Regions from separate parts of the Oryctolagus cuniculus genome. Here region 1 is linked to region 2. A link is a contact called in public Hi-C data. All regions are on one chromosome and are shown on one strand. The core of a region is the stretch at or near the end of the contact, and the rest is flanking DNA. Distances in the headings are between cores, read along the strand shown.

The links. A called contact is a pair of places that touch in the nucleus more often than the background predicts.
Region 1: a Hi-C map of an unstated tissue shows a contact between it and region 2, with 2.2 times the contacts expected there. The contact joins the enhancer-like site here to the promoter of CHN2 in region 2. A contact is called at or near these places in 2 of 6 Hi-C or Micro-C datasets (skin fibroblasts and an unstated tissue).

Annotation. Positions count from the first base shown.
Region 1 is chr16:20,802,205-20,808,288 of mOryCun1.1, forward strand. All of the region lies in intron 1 of CHN2 (chimerin 2), which reads left to right. Among named protein-coding and RNA genes, the nearest start is that of CHN2, 48 kb to the left of the region's middle. Within about 2 kb of position 4,262, at least 1 of the 8 cell types and tissues checked has an H3K27ac peak or open chromatin away from gene starts, as enhancers often do.
Region 2 is chr16:20,755,067-20,761,078 of mOryCun1.1, forward strand. CHN2 (chimerin 2) reads left to right here and starts at 2,671. Exons shown (of 13, transcript XM_070059690.1): 1 at 2,671-3,145. The coding sequence starts at 3,097.

The sequences.
Region 1 (6,084 bases), core at 3,012-5,511, 49 kb after region 2:
GTCACAGCATCAGTCTTGAATTCTCTTGCTGGGCCCAGCTCGAGAGCTGTGAACTCCACACAGGGCCCAGGCACCGAGTGTGGTGAACTGCAGAGACACGCCCCACCCAAAGAGGGCAGCATCTATGGGGAAGCAGGATTTCATTGTTACCCAGCCCTTCTCAGAGTTAAACTAGAAATCTAGATTGCTTTCAATGCACAATATTTCAGTTTCTGAACATTGGCAGCAAACTCGAACAGTTTTCAAGAAGCCGTGGGCCAAACAAAATACATCTATGGACCAAATCCAATCCACAGCCAGCCAGCCAGCCAGCCCTTGACCACCAGTGCCTCTGTTGGATGGGCTGACCAGCTGGGGTCTGGCACCTGGACAATACCTCTTGAACGTATCCGCCTTGGTTTCCCCAAGTGCAGGCTGAGGGTCTGAACCACACCACCTCAAGGAGTCTCCTGGGAGATGTTGCCTGCTGAACCCAGGTCCCACAGGCCCTGCCTCTCTGCAAGGGATGATGAGGCCCCTTCCCCAGAACTCTCTGGAGAGCGTTTGGTGTCCGGTTCTCCTCCCCTGACTTCCTGCCTGCCCTTGTCTCTCACTACGAAAGTGGAATGAGTATCGATCTCATCTCTTAGGTGAGATGAGTAGGGGCTACTGAGCCAGTGACTGGAGTCAGCACCTGTGTCTTTGATGCTTGATTGAAAGATTGCAAAATAGTAGCTGAATGTCAATTGGAGCAAGAAAGTTCATCTCGGGCGGGTGGAAGAAACTAGATTTTCCCAACAATTATGTATTGGGTACCTGCTAGGGGCCAGTTGTTTCATGATGTGCTGTGTGTACAGAAAGGAGATAAAGCGCAGTCTAAGACAAATAGGAAAAGAAATGAGAGCAGCTGGAGAATAGCAGGCTGGGGAGGCCACAGAGCAGAGCGTGGTGGAAGATGTCAGGGAGGCTTTTGGGGGCCGGCGCTAGCTGAGCCGCAGTTTGAAAAATGCAGAGGTCCCCTATACCTGGCAGACCCTGGGGCACTCACACCGGCAGTGTGGCTTGGATCGGAAGCTCTGCATTCACTGTCCGAGCTTCCAGTGTGAAGGTGAGGGTGGGAGGGGTGGGAAACACGGGGTAGGAGGCAGTGCCGGGGACCTGGTTCTGAAGGAACTTGCCCAGGGGGCATAAGTGGTGCCTGTTGGCCCATCTGTACCAGCAAGCATGGTTTTTGGTTTGAGAAGGAAACAAATCCTGTTTCTTCTCCCAAAATGTATGTGAAGAGGAGAACCACCAACCAACTGAGTCTGCTGTAACCTTCATCACTGACTTAGAGACCCCATGCCCTGCATACAACACGTGGGGCATCACATGGCCCTTGCACAGCACTTCCTGTGTGCCCGGCATTGCCCCAAGGGCTCGGTATCCAGACGCATTCATGCAGCTCATTTGATGGTCACGACTACCCTCTGATCAGACAACCCTTTTTACCTTTGTGTCCTGGTGTCACACAGCAAGTGACAGAAGCAGGCGTGGACCCTAGCTGTGCCGCCCCTGCGCTGACCTGCAGGGCTTCTATCTGCCGTGTCACTGGCCTCCTCTCCAGCGGCTTTGGAAAGCAGACAGCAGCCCTTCGACAGGCAGAGACTGGCAGTTGAGTTTGTGTAACACCATCTCTCTGGCATGGTTGGGAGGGAAAATTGGAAGTGCAAATCAGAGAGCTCATCTTCACACAGAGGGCGGTGGGAGCTGCACACTCAGCTGTGGCTGCCCGCTGCAGACGCCAGGCATGGATGTCCCTCCTGCTTCTTTCAGGCATTAAATGCAGCCCCGGCAGCCTCTCTTAGGGCAGTCAGGGATTGTCTTGGTGGAAGCAGAATTGGCTTATCAGCATTTTATTTTAAAATTTATTTCTTAAGAATCACTTTTTTTTTTTTTTTTGACAGAGTTAGAGAGAGAGAGAAAGGTCTTCCTTCCGTTGGTTCACCCCCAAATGGCCGCCACAGCCAGCACACTGTGCCGATCCGAAGCCAGGAGCCAGGTGCTTCCTCCTGGTCTCCCATGCGGGTGCAGGGCCCAAGCACTTGGGCCATCCTCCACTGCCTTCCTGGGCCACAGCAGAGAGCTGGACTGGAAGAGGACCAACTGGGACTAGAACCTGGCACCCTGGGATACCGGCGCCGCAGGCAGAGGATTAGCCTAGTGAGCTGCGGTGCCGGCCAAGAATCACTTTTTGAGAGACAGAGAGCGTGTGTACTTCCATTGACTTGTTTGTTCCCCAGATGTCTGCAACAGCTGGATGCTAGTTCTGGACCAAAGCCAGGAGCCAGGAACTCAATCCTGGTCTTCCATGTGGGTGGCAGGGAGCCAACTACTTGAGCCATCATCTGCTGCCTCCCAGGGTGTGCATTAGCAGGAAGCTGGAATTGGGAGCTGGAGCTGCAAATTGAACCCAGGCACTCTGAAATGGGATGTGGGTGTCGGAGCCAGCATCTTACTGCTAGGTAATGCTGGCATGCTGAGCACCTTAGATAAGTTATTTCTACAGCTATAGAGGGCTGGATTCAGGTGAGGAGACCTTTCGGGAGAATACATAGCCCTGTGGTCCGAGAGCACTGCAGTTTCTCGTGGATGGCTGTCTGCGTGTGTTCAGAGCGGTCTTGGATACACACAGGTACAGGTTTAAAAGCTAAACTCCTGTAGTGAGAGCCTCTGAGTGCAGTGTGGGAAATTCTGTCGCTCTGACTTTCCTCCTGGAAGAGGAAAAGAAAGGACGAGTGAAAGATCAGGTCTTCCTACAAGGAAAGAGGAATTGCAGTTCTCCAGGTGAACGCTTGCCTTTGTCTTTCATGGGAAGTAAAGTTAACCCTTACACGTGTGTTACAAAATATTCCCACAGGGAGGGGAACAAGCGCATTTTTATTAATCCCTGTGTTATTTATTCAAGGAACAAGCAAGGAAACAAATACAATGGGGGACATATTTGTGATCATTTAAAATAAACATATTGTGTGTGTGTTCTGAGAGGTGGCTTGCTCGTAATTAAATTCCATTTTTACATAATCAGTTAATTAGTTTTAGATATATGGGATGGGGAGGAAATTACTTTTTAGAAAATGGGACTTTTTTGGTAAATATTATGGAGAAACCACAAGAACAAAAAAACTTGTAAAATATGGTGACTTCTGTTCCCGTGAGTCATATCTCATGGGGTGAATCTCAGGATATTTCCCATTCGTTCTGGGCCCATCAAAGTCCACCTCACACAAGTGCATTTCACTTTGGGTTGCAGGTGTAATCCTGAAGTGTTGGATACCAGTCAAAATTTCCTATATTCAATCACTTAAAGAATGCAGATAAAACCTTTTTTTTTCTTTTAAAAGGGATTCCATGGAGAGTCTTTCTGGGGGAAATGAGCAAAATAGTTTATATGAGGATGTCTCAGATTACCTATTTTTGACATTCAGGTTTTAATATGCCAGTTAACCATCACGCAGGCATTGTTTTGTTTGTATAAGTGATATAATGTTACTTTGTATATGTTACACTGATTCTGTATTAGAAGGATCTTAAAGTAGTCCAGAAATTTGCTTGTGAAATATGTGCCAGTATCTGTTATCACTTCTTGGGGTGAAACAAATTCGAACAGAGAAGCAAGACTCTTCCCCAAGCCTCAAGGCTATGGAGGGAAGAGAATCCAAAATTCCCACACTTGCTACTCCTGTGCTTGCCAATAGAGCTCCTTAATCTCCAATTCTATCATTTAAATAAGTCTGGGGCTAATTGCAGTTCATCTCGATTGCAGATCTATTTATAGGCGCCAGCGTGCACCCAAGTGGGGCCAGCAGTCAGGACCCGGCAGCCCTGAACATTCAGTGCCTCTTTAAAAAAAAGTCGCCCTGTGTAACAGCTCGCTGGATTGTTCTATTGTTAATGCTAAGGAGGGGACTTCCTGACTTTTTTTCTCCATTTTTGTTTAGTGATTTCTAAACTGAAAAGGAAACACTGCGTGGTGCTTAATTTTAAGTCTGTAGTTAATATGTTATTTTCTTCCCCCTCCCCCCCACTCTCCCCTCTGCCCGCCATCCTCCAGCGTGGTGTGACCACGGATTTGAGGACTCTGAGCAGTGCAGGGTTCCCCCTCTATTTTCTGTTGTAGTTTTGATGTGAAAGATAAACTGCTGTGGAGTGAACGTGGCAGACGAAGCAGGGGTGGCTGCAGTTAGCCGGACTTGTCTGCTGGAGACTAAATGCCTGAGCTCACGCAGGCAAACAGGTTGTCGCTCACCAGGGGGATGCACTCATGGGATGACTTTGTGGGTGACTGGGGCCTCCCTTGGTCACTTCTGCTATTCTGTGTAAAAACTTCAAGCTTTTTTTTTTTTTAATTAAATAATTTGAAAGGCAGAGAGATCATCCAGCCACTATTTCATTCCCTAAGTGCCTGCCACAGCCATGGCTGGGTCAGACGAGGAAGCCAGGAGTGAAGGAACTCCATCCAGGTCTCCCATGTGCTTGGCAGAGACCCAGCTACTTGAGTCATCACCTCACCTGCTGCCTCCCGGGGTGCACATTAGCAGGAAGCTGGAATTGGAGTTCGAGCCAGGACCTGAACCCAGGCACTCCCATGTGGGATGCAGGCATCCTGACTGCTGAGCCAAAGGTCCATCCCTCAAAGCAGTAATTTTCCTATCAAGGCAGCAAAGCTGAGGGCTGATGGGTTCCATTTCTGGGAGCAGCGCCACCTGTTGGTGGGGCGTGGCACACTGTTGAGGGTTGAGTCTGGACTCCCTGATCTGAGAGATGACTCCCTGGGGTGAAGGACGAGGAGGGAGTGTAGGAGCCGCACGTTGTCATTTCTGGTGTGGGGGTTGCAGATCCAGACTGATAATCGGGAAGCCAAGGTTTTCATCCCAGGTCTGTCCATAAGGAGCCACATGACCTTGAGAAAGACAATTTCCTTAGGCCCGGTGCTCTGGTCTTTTAGAGGGGAGTAAATCTTGACTCTCTAGTCTACAAGCAATTTCCCAGCCTTGCGTTCTATGCCCTCAGGCCATACCACTTGTGGCTGTCACTTTTCGTGAGACAGGTGCTGAACCTTCATCTTGACCTTCAGGTCTCTCTCGGTCTGACCTTGCACCACTTTTCAGGCCCTGTCTTCAGTTTTCTGCACAGGCCTTGACCATGCTGCACACTTCCCTGCTCGGTCGCTCTTCTTTGATAGGCAAATGCTTTACACGCAGTGCCTGTGGCCTCCCTTCTTCTCTGCTTACTACAGTCCTGCCCACCCTGTCTTTGAAAGACTCTGAGCCTCATAGATCTCCTTCTCCTGTGAGCCCTTTGTACTCTATGACCAATAGATTGAATACATTTCTATCAGGCTGTCCCTACTGTGTTTGTCAATTCACAGTGGGCAGGCTCTGTGTTTCAGGCCTCCATAGTCTATAGACTGTCTTCAGGGTCCAATCAGGCTAGCGAAATGTTGTAAACCTTTCTTTGAAGAGCAAAAGATAAGCCCAAGGAGCAATGATAGAAATAAAAAGGCAAGGAGGTTCATTTAGGCCAATAAATACTTATCTCCATTGAATCTGAGAACAGCAGGATGGCTTAGTGGGGACCAGGAAGAGTAAGACATGGTCTCTTGTCTTCAAGGAGCTTCATCATCGTCATCAGCATCATCCTGATACTTTTGTTGCATTGGTCCATCTCCCATTGCTCTAACAAAATACCCAAGAGTAGGTAATGTATAAAGAGGTTTCTTTAGCTCACAGTGTTGGAGGATGGGAGTCCAGGATCAGGCAGTCCCATTGGTTTTTGGCCCCTGGTGGGAGCCTCACATCAGGTGGCATCACAACAGTGGGAGTGCATGAGGCAGAGAGGCCAGCTTGTTCTCTTAGGAGCTAACGGGGGTCACAAGAACTACATTAATCCCTAACAAGGGCAGTGGCCCGCTGGCCTGACCACCTTCCACTTGGCCCCAAACCTCTCATATCCCCACACTGCTGTTGAATCTTTGGGGGCCAGGCTGCGTCTAAATGGTAGCATTGATTGAAGGCAGACTTTGTGCACATTCTACATTCCTAGAGCAATTCTGCAAGGTGTCAT
Region 2 (6,012 bases), core at 1,421-3,920:
AGCCACACTGCCTGCCACGTTTCCTCCATCGCTCGTGCTTGACCAATGCCAGTGATCAAGCAACCCTCAGGTTTCAGTTCTGAACCTGGCGTTTTCTTATTTCTTCAAAATAAGGGGCTTCTCCCGAACAGGCTGGGCCTGCTGTGTCATCACATTTCTGCTCAACAAGCATTTTTGTTGGCCTTGTAGTTGCCTTCTGGCCTCGAGCCTTTTAGAAAAGAGTGAGTCTTCATTTTCTGCTACATTTGTACAGCACAGGGCGGCCCTGGGGTGGTGCCTTCACAGCAAGTGCCCTTCTGTTCCCTTGTCTTTGTTTTTCTTTATTATTATGTTTTGCTTTCCTTTTTAATGTTATTTGAGAGGAAGAGAGGGAGAGAGAAATCTTCCATCCTCTGATTTACTCCACAAAATCCTGCAACAACTAGGACTGGGCCAGGCTGTAGCCACGAGCTGGGAATGAAGTCCAGGTCTCCTATGTGGATAGCAAGGACCCAGCTACTTGAGCCATCACGTGCCGCCTTCCAGGGTGGCCATTAGTGGGAAGCTGGGACAGGGGGCTGGAGTCAAGTCCCAAACCCAGGCACTCCGATGCGGGAGGCTGGTGTCTTCACGGCTAAGCCAGACAGCTGCCCCCTATTTGTTGTCTGGAATCATGAAAGTCATCTACGTGACCGGGCCATGCTTTGCTTTCTCTAAGTAACTAAAGCTTATGAAGGCAATGCTATCGATGCTACCATCCGAACTGCACAAATAGAGTCTGAGTTGCATTTCTGTGACTTCAGAGTAATGAAACTTATACTTGTTGCTCAATTTGGGACAAGAAAGGTGTAGCTCGTGGGTCAGGGAGGAGCTGTTTCCCCTGGTAGAACAAATCACTGCTGATTAGCTGTCTCCTGATAAAAAGAAAGTTGCTTAAACTACAGGCAGGATCCTTCAGGCAGCAATTTACAATTGGTTGGGAACATGGACTTTGGGCCAGGAGCATTGTGGTTTTGTACATATCTCATTTAACCGTCACTTAACACACTCCCTTATCTGGGTTTTTTGTTGTTGTTGCAGGTGAGGCCCACCAAGTCAGTCATTTGCTAAAGATCTCACGGCTGGCAAGGGGACGACCCAGGGTGTGAACCCAGGTTTGTCTTCTTCAAAGCCGGAGGAGCAACACTCCTGCTGGGGTGCAGGGCCGAGCCATTGAAAGACCTGCAGGGATGCAGGCCAAGGCCACCTTCCATTAGGACCTGGGGAAGGGGGGAGTTCTGCTCCTAGAGAGAGGTCAAGGGCATGCAGCTCCCTGAAGGGTTCCCAGTGCAGTTGCACCAAGGCTGCCCGGCACAAAAGAGGGAGATGTTGGGAGAGGATGGAGGAAGCGACCAGGCAGCACGGCTTACAAGGTGCAAGCCGATGATGGCCTGAAAAACACGGTCCGAGGCCACTGGCAGGCACTGCCCGGCCCTGCGCGCTTCAGCAAGCCACACTTTAAAGAAGCAGCCTTACTGGGAAGACACACTGGCATCCTGCAGGGAACGCATATGGCCGACATCATCTGGGGAGCATGACATGGGTGCGTACTGTGATTACTTAACATTTATTATCCACACGGTGTTAGCTCCACGTGGACCCCCCCAGGACCTGGCTGCTGTTCCCCAGTCGCTTCCGCTAATTTTTAAATTGACTATGTCCTTTTAGCCGTGTTTTCAGAAATTGAGCCACCCCGACGTGAACACTTTCCATTTTGCTATATAATGAGAGCATTTTCGTTCCTTTAATGTTTGCTTTTCCCTTTGATCTACCAATTTCTGTTCAAATTTCACAGTTTTCTGTTGCTTCAGGATTCAAAGAACCGATTGCCCTGCTGGGAGCGTGAAACAGACTTAAAAAATCTGTGTGATACTTCCTCCCAGTGAAATTAATTGAGGTTTAAATGGGGGTGGGAGGAGGCACACACCTTGCACGGCAGTCTGTCTCACACCTGAGTGGTCCCTGGCCCTTAAAGGGTGCAGTCAGACCCTCTGCCAAGTCTCCGGGCTCTTGGGAGGCTCTTCTGCCCGACGTAGTCGGAGAATCTCTTTGACACTGGCTTTGTGTGAGCCCCAGTTAGCACACTCAGGACGTCCGTTTCTTTGAAGGCCACTCTCCGAAGCCCCGTTGCCCCGGCGGGCACAGTCCGTGCCTGGGATACTTAAGTGTAGCTGGAGTGGCTTCCGGGGTGTTTGGGGAGCTGGGCAGGGGTCTTCAGCTCCAGAAAAACAAAGGACAAATCTGGAAGGCAGTGGAAGGCGCGCTGCCCAGCCGCCCTGGCCATTCCTGAGCCCCTCGGCCCAGCCCCGCGTCCAGCGCGATCCCGCCCTCGCCCTCCGGGTCGCCGGGCGCCACCGCCTCCCCCTGCAGCCCCGCCCGGTCGCCTTCAGACCCCGCGAGCAGCGCTGGGCGCGGCAGCCGCGCCCCCGCCGGCCTCTCCAGCACCTCGGGGGCCGCTCCCACCCTCGGCTTCCCTCCCGCCAGCCCCCGAGGCAGGAGCTGTCAAGCCCGCGGCAGCTGAACCAGCCCGCGGCTCCGCTCCTTCCTTTGTGTGCGCGCGAGCCGGGCTGGGGCGGAGGGAGGAGGGGGAGGTCGCGCTGTCGGTGTGTCTCCCGCCGCCGGTGCCCGTGCAGCTCAGAGTACGGCCGCGGAGGCGGGAGCCCAGCCCGAGGGTGAGCGCAGGGCTGGCGGGGCGGCTCGGGGCCGCCGGCGCGCCCAGGTCCCAGCCGCGCGCGGGGTAGCGCCGACGGCCGTGACGCTCGGCCAGAGCCCCGACCCGCGCGCCCGGCCAGCCGACCCCCGTGCGCCCTGCGCTCGCACCTTCCTCTCCCAGGCCCCCCGAGAAAAGCGCGCAAAGGCGCGGAGAGGGACGGAAACCACAAATAAATAGCGGCGGCAGCAGCGCGTCATCTGGTGGAGCAGGAAGTGCAGGCAGAGTCCGGAGGCTCGTGCTTTCTGCGCGTCCCCAGCACTTTGCCATGGGCTGGGGGCCGCGGAGGCTGCGAGCGGCCGACCCAGGACAGCGGCGGCGGCGCCGGCAGCGCGGCTGAGCGAGCAGCGACGCGCGGGGCGCCCGAGATGGCTGCGTCCAGCAACTCCAGCCTGTCCGGCTCCTCGGTGTCCTCCGGTGAGTTCCAGCTCCGCGGGCGCGGCGGCCGTGCCGGGGCGCGCCCCCTGCCCTCGCCCCGCGCCCTGGCACGCCCCGAGCTACCTGTGGCGGGCCGGCGGCGCTCCACGGCGGGGCTGGCGTGCGGGGGGCACACTCGTTCGGCTGCCGGAGGGCCCCTCGGCGCCCACCGCACCTAGGCGCCGACAGCTGACAGAGCCGAGGCGGGCGGCGGTGGCGCCCTCCGTGTGCGGGCGCCGGGGTGCTGGGCTGCGGGCGCAGCAGGCGCGCGGCGAAAGGAGCCTGGCAACCTCGCGCTGGGTGGCGCCGCGGGAGTTGGGGGCCGGCGGGGCGGGGAAGCTTAGGGCGAAGCGGGGCGCCCCCGACCTGTTGGCGGCGCGGCGCCCGCCACCCTGGATACCCAAATCCCAAGGCGAGGGGCGCACACCCTGGCTCCTCGCAGACTTGGTTTTCTTTCTTTGTTTCAGAAATGAGCGCTGTGGAGACGCTCGCTTGAGGCACGGGTGGGAGGTCGCAGCGGGGTGGGCTGGTGTCCTGGTCTTGATGGAAGTGGGTTTGGGGAAGCGAGGTCGAACCCAGCTCCTGACTCGGCACCTTTACATTGTGTGTGTGTGTGTGTGTGTGTGTGTGTGTGTGTGTGTAGAGAGAGAGAGAGAGAGAGACTGACTGACTGACTCTCCTTGGACATTTCCTTAGGATACTCTGTAATTTTACTTTGAAGGCGAACATTTCACCCCTTTGCAGTGTGGCTGAGCAAAGGGAAGGCTTATTTGAGCCTTTCTACAGTTGATCAGCGGATCTAACTGGAGAAAAAATTAGCTAACGACTCTGAAGGAGTAGGAATCAATGGACAGACTCCGATTCCTGAGTATGACAGGTTTCTAATCAGAATGATGCATTAGGCAGGGCTCCCCGCGTCTGTGGTCACTGAGAACTCTAATGGCAAGCCCTGAAGGGCTGGCTGGTGTGTACCAGGCAGTATTGAAGGGGCAGGAAGGTCTTGAGTCCTAATGGAAGTGCTCGATGTGTTAATAACGTATTAAGCCCTGTTGTGGTCTTTTTATTGTTCCCAAATTAAACTCCAAGGCAGGGACGCCTTTTGGGAGGCATTGGCCAGCCAGCCAGGCATAAAAGGAGCCATATCTATAGACACGAAACTGATCAGACCTTACATGTGGGGTGAGTCTGACAGAGGCGCGATTGTGGTGTGGCTCCAGGTGATCATTGGAAAGCCATCTGTTATCTTTCTTTGGCAGGTGTCATTCCAGGGAAATGTCACTTCCTTTCTCCATCGCTGCCAACTAATCACAAACACAGCCTTGTGCGGTTCACAACCTAGTTCAAGTTTTTGCCAGTAGCAGCTAAGGGGGCAGAGCAGTCCTATCTTATTAAGCGCAGCAACAAGTCGACCGCCTGTGGTTTGAATTCTGAGAACTCAGCAAATGCTGCAGCTTATTTTTAGTACCCTCAAACCGCTGCTGCTGCTTCTCAATTCATTTTGGTTGACTAACATTGAACTTAAAACATAGTGATGTTGGCTGACTTGTTAGCGTATGGCTTTCCCGCCCTGAAAACTGCCCACGAGAAAATCAACTGGTGGAGGAGAGATGGCGAAGGGACGGTAGGAGCAGGAGAGAGAGGCACAAGTTGGCCGGCTGACTTACTGGGGCGCTAGTAACGCCGCCGTGCGGGGTGAGTTTTTGGATCCTCATGCAGCTTTACAGAACCAGATTGAAAGCCCTGACTCAGCCCTGGGAAGGATACCTTGCGTAGAAGCAGCAGGGTGCACGCCCTAGCTGATGGTGATGGCTTTCCAGATAGGACAGAGCTGCTAACCACGGTCCTCGCTCCTGCCTTGTGTTCCTCTGGGACAGAAACTGGGGAATTACGTGACGGCTGAAATTCCAAGAGTGGACATGATTGTGTTATTTGGAGCCCGTGAACTTACATTGCCTAATTCACTGATTAATCAGGCACTTTGGAAAAACATGGAATTGTGGTTCTCTGATTTAAGCACCCTTAGCATTGTGTGGATCATGAATAATTCAGAGGAGAGAAGCAATTCACACCTGGGAGGTGTTGGGCAGGCAAGAACAGAGGCTCTTTGTGGTGGCAGCTGGGCTGTCCCTGAGAAATTAGGGCCCTTCGTGCAGTGCATCTATTAATCACCACTTTCAAGGACCTACTGTGTGCCAGGGGTTAACATGTACGCTCCAACTTCAAGGAGGTTACGTGAGGATGTGGTGATTCTGGGTTTCCTTTTTTTTTTTTTTTTTGACAGGCAGAGTGGACAGTGAGAGACACAGAGAGAAAGGTCTTCCTTTTGCCGTTGGTTCACCCTCCAATGGCCGCCGCGGCCGGCGCGCTGTGGCTGGCTCACCGCGCTGATCTGAAGCCAGGAGCCAGGTGCTTCTCCTGGTCTCCCTTGCTGGTGCAGGGCCCAAGCACTTGGGCCATCCTCCACTGCACTCCCGGGCCACAGCAGAGAGCTGGCCTGGAAGAGGGGCAACCGGGACAGAATCCGGTGCCCCGACCGGGACTAGAATCTGGTGTGCTGGTGCCGCAGGTGGAGGATTAGCCCATTGAGCCACGGCGCCGGTCCTGGGTTTCCTTCTAGCTCTGGATTACTGGGATTAGTGTCTGAATTGTGGCTCCACGGCTGACCAAGTGAGTGTCTTGGGATGAGTTATGGACTTCGTGTTGCCTCACTTTGCTCATCTGTAAATGAAGCTAATGCTAACACAGGACCCACTTCACAGAAGAGTTGTGGGGATTAACGAGAGGATGTGTGAAGAGCATTGAGCACAGGGCCCCAGGCTTTTACTAAGTGCTTGGTGCCAATAAACTGAATTCTTTGGAGTAATGGA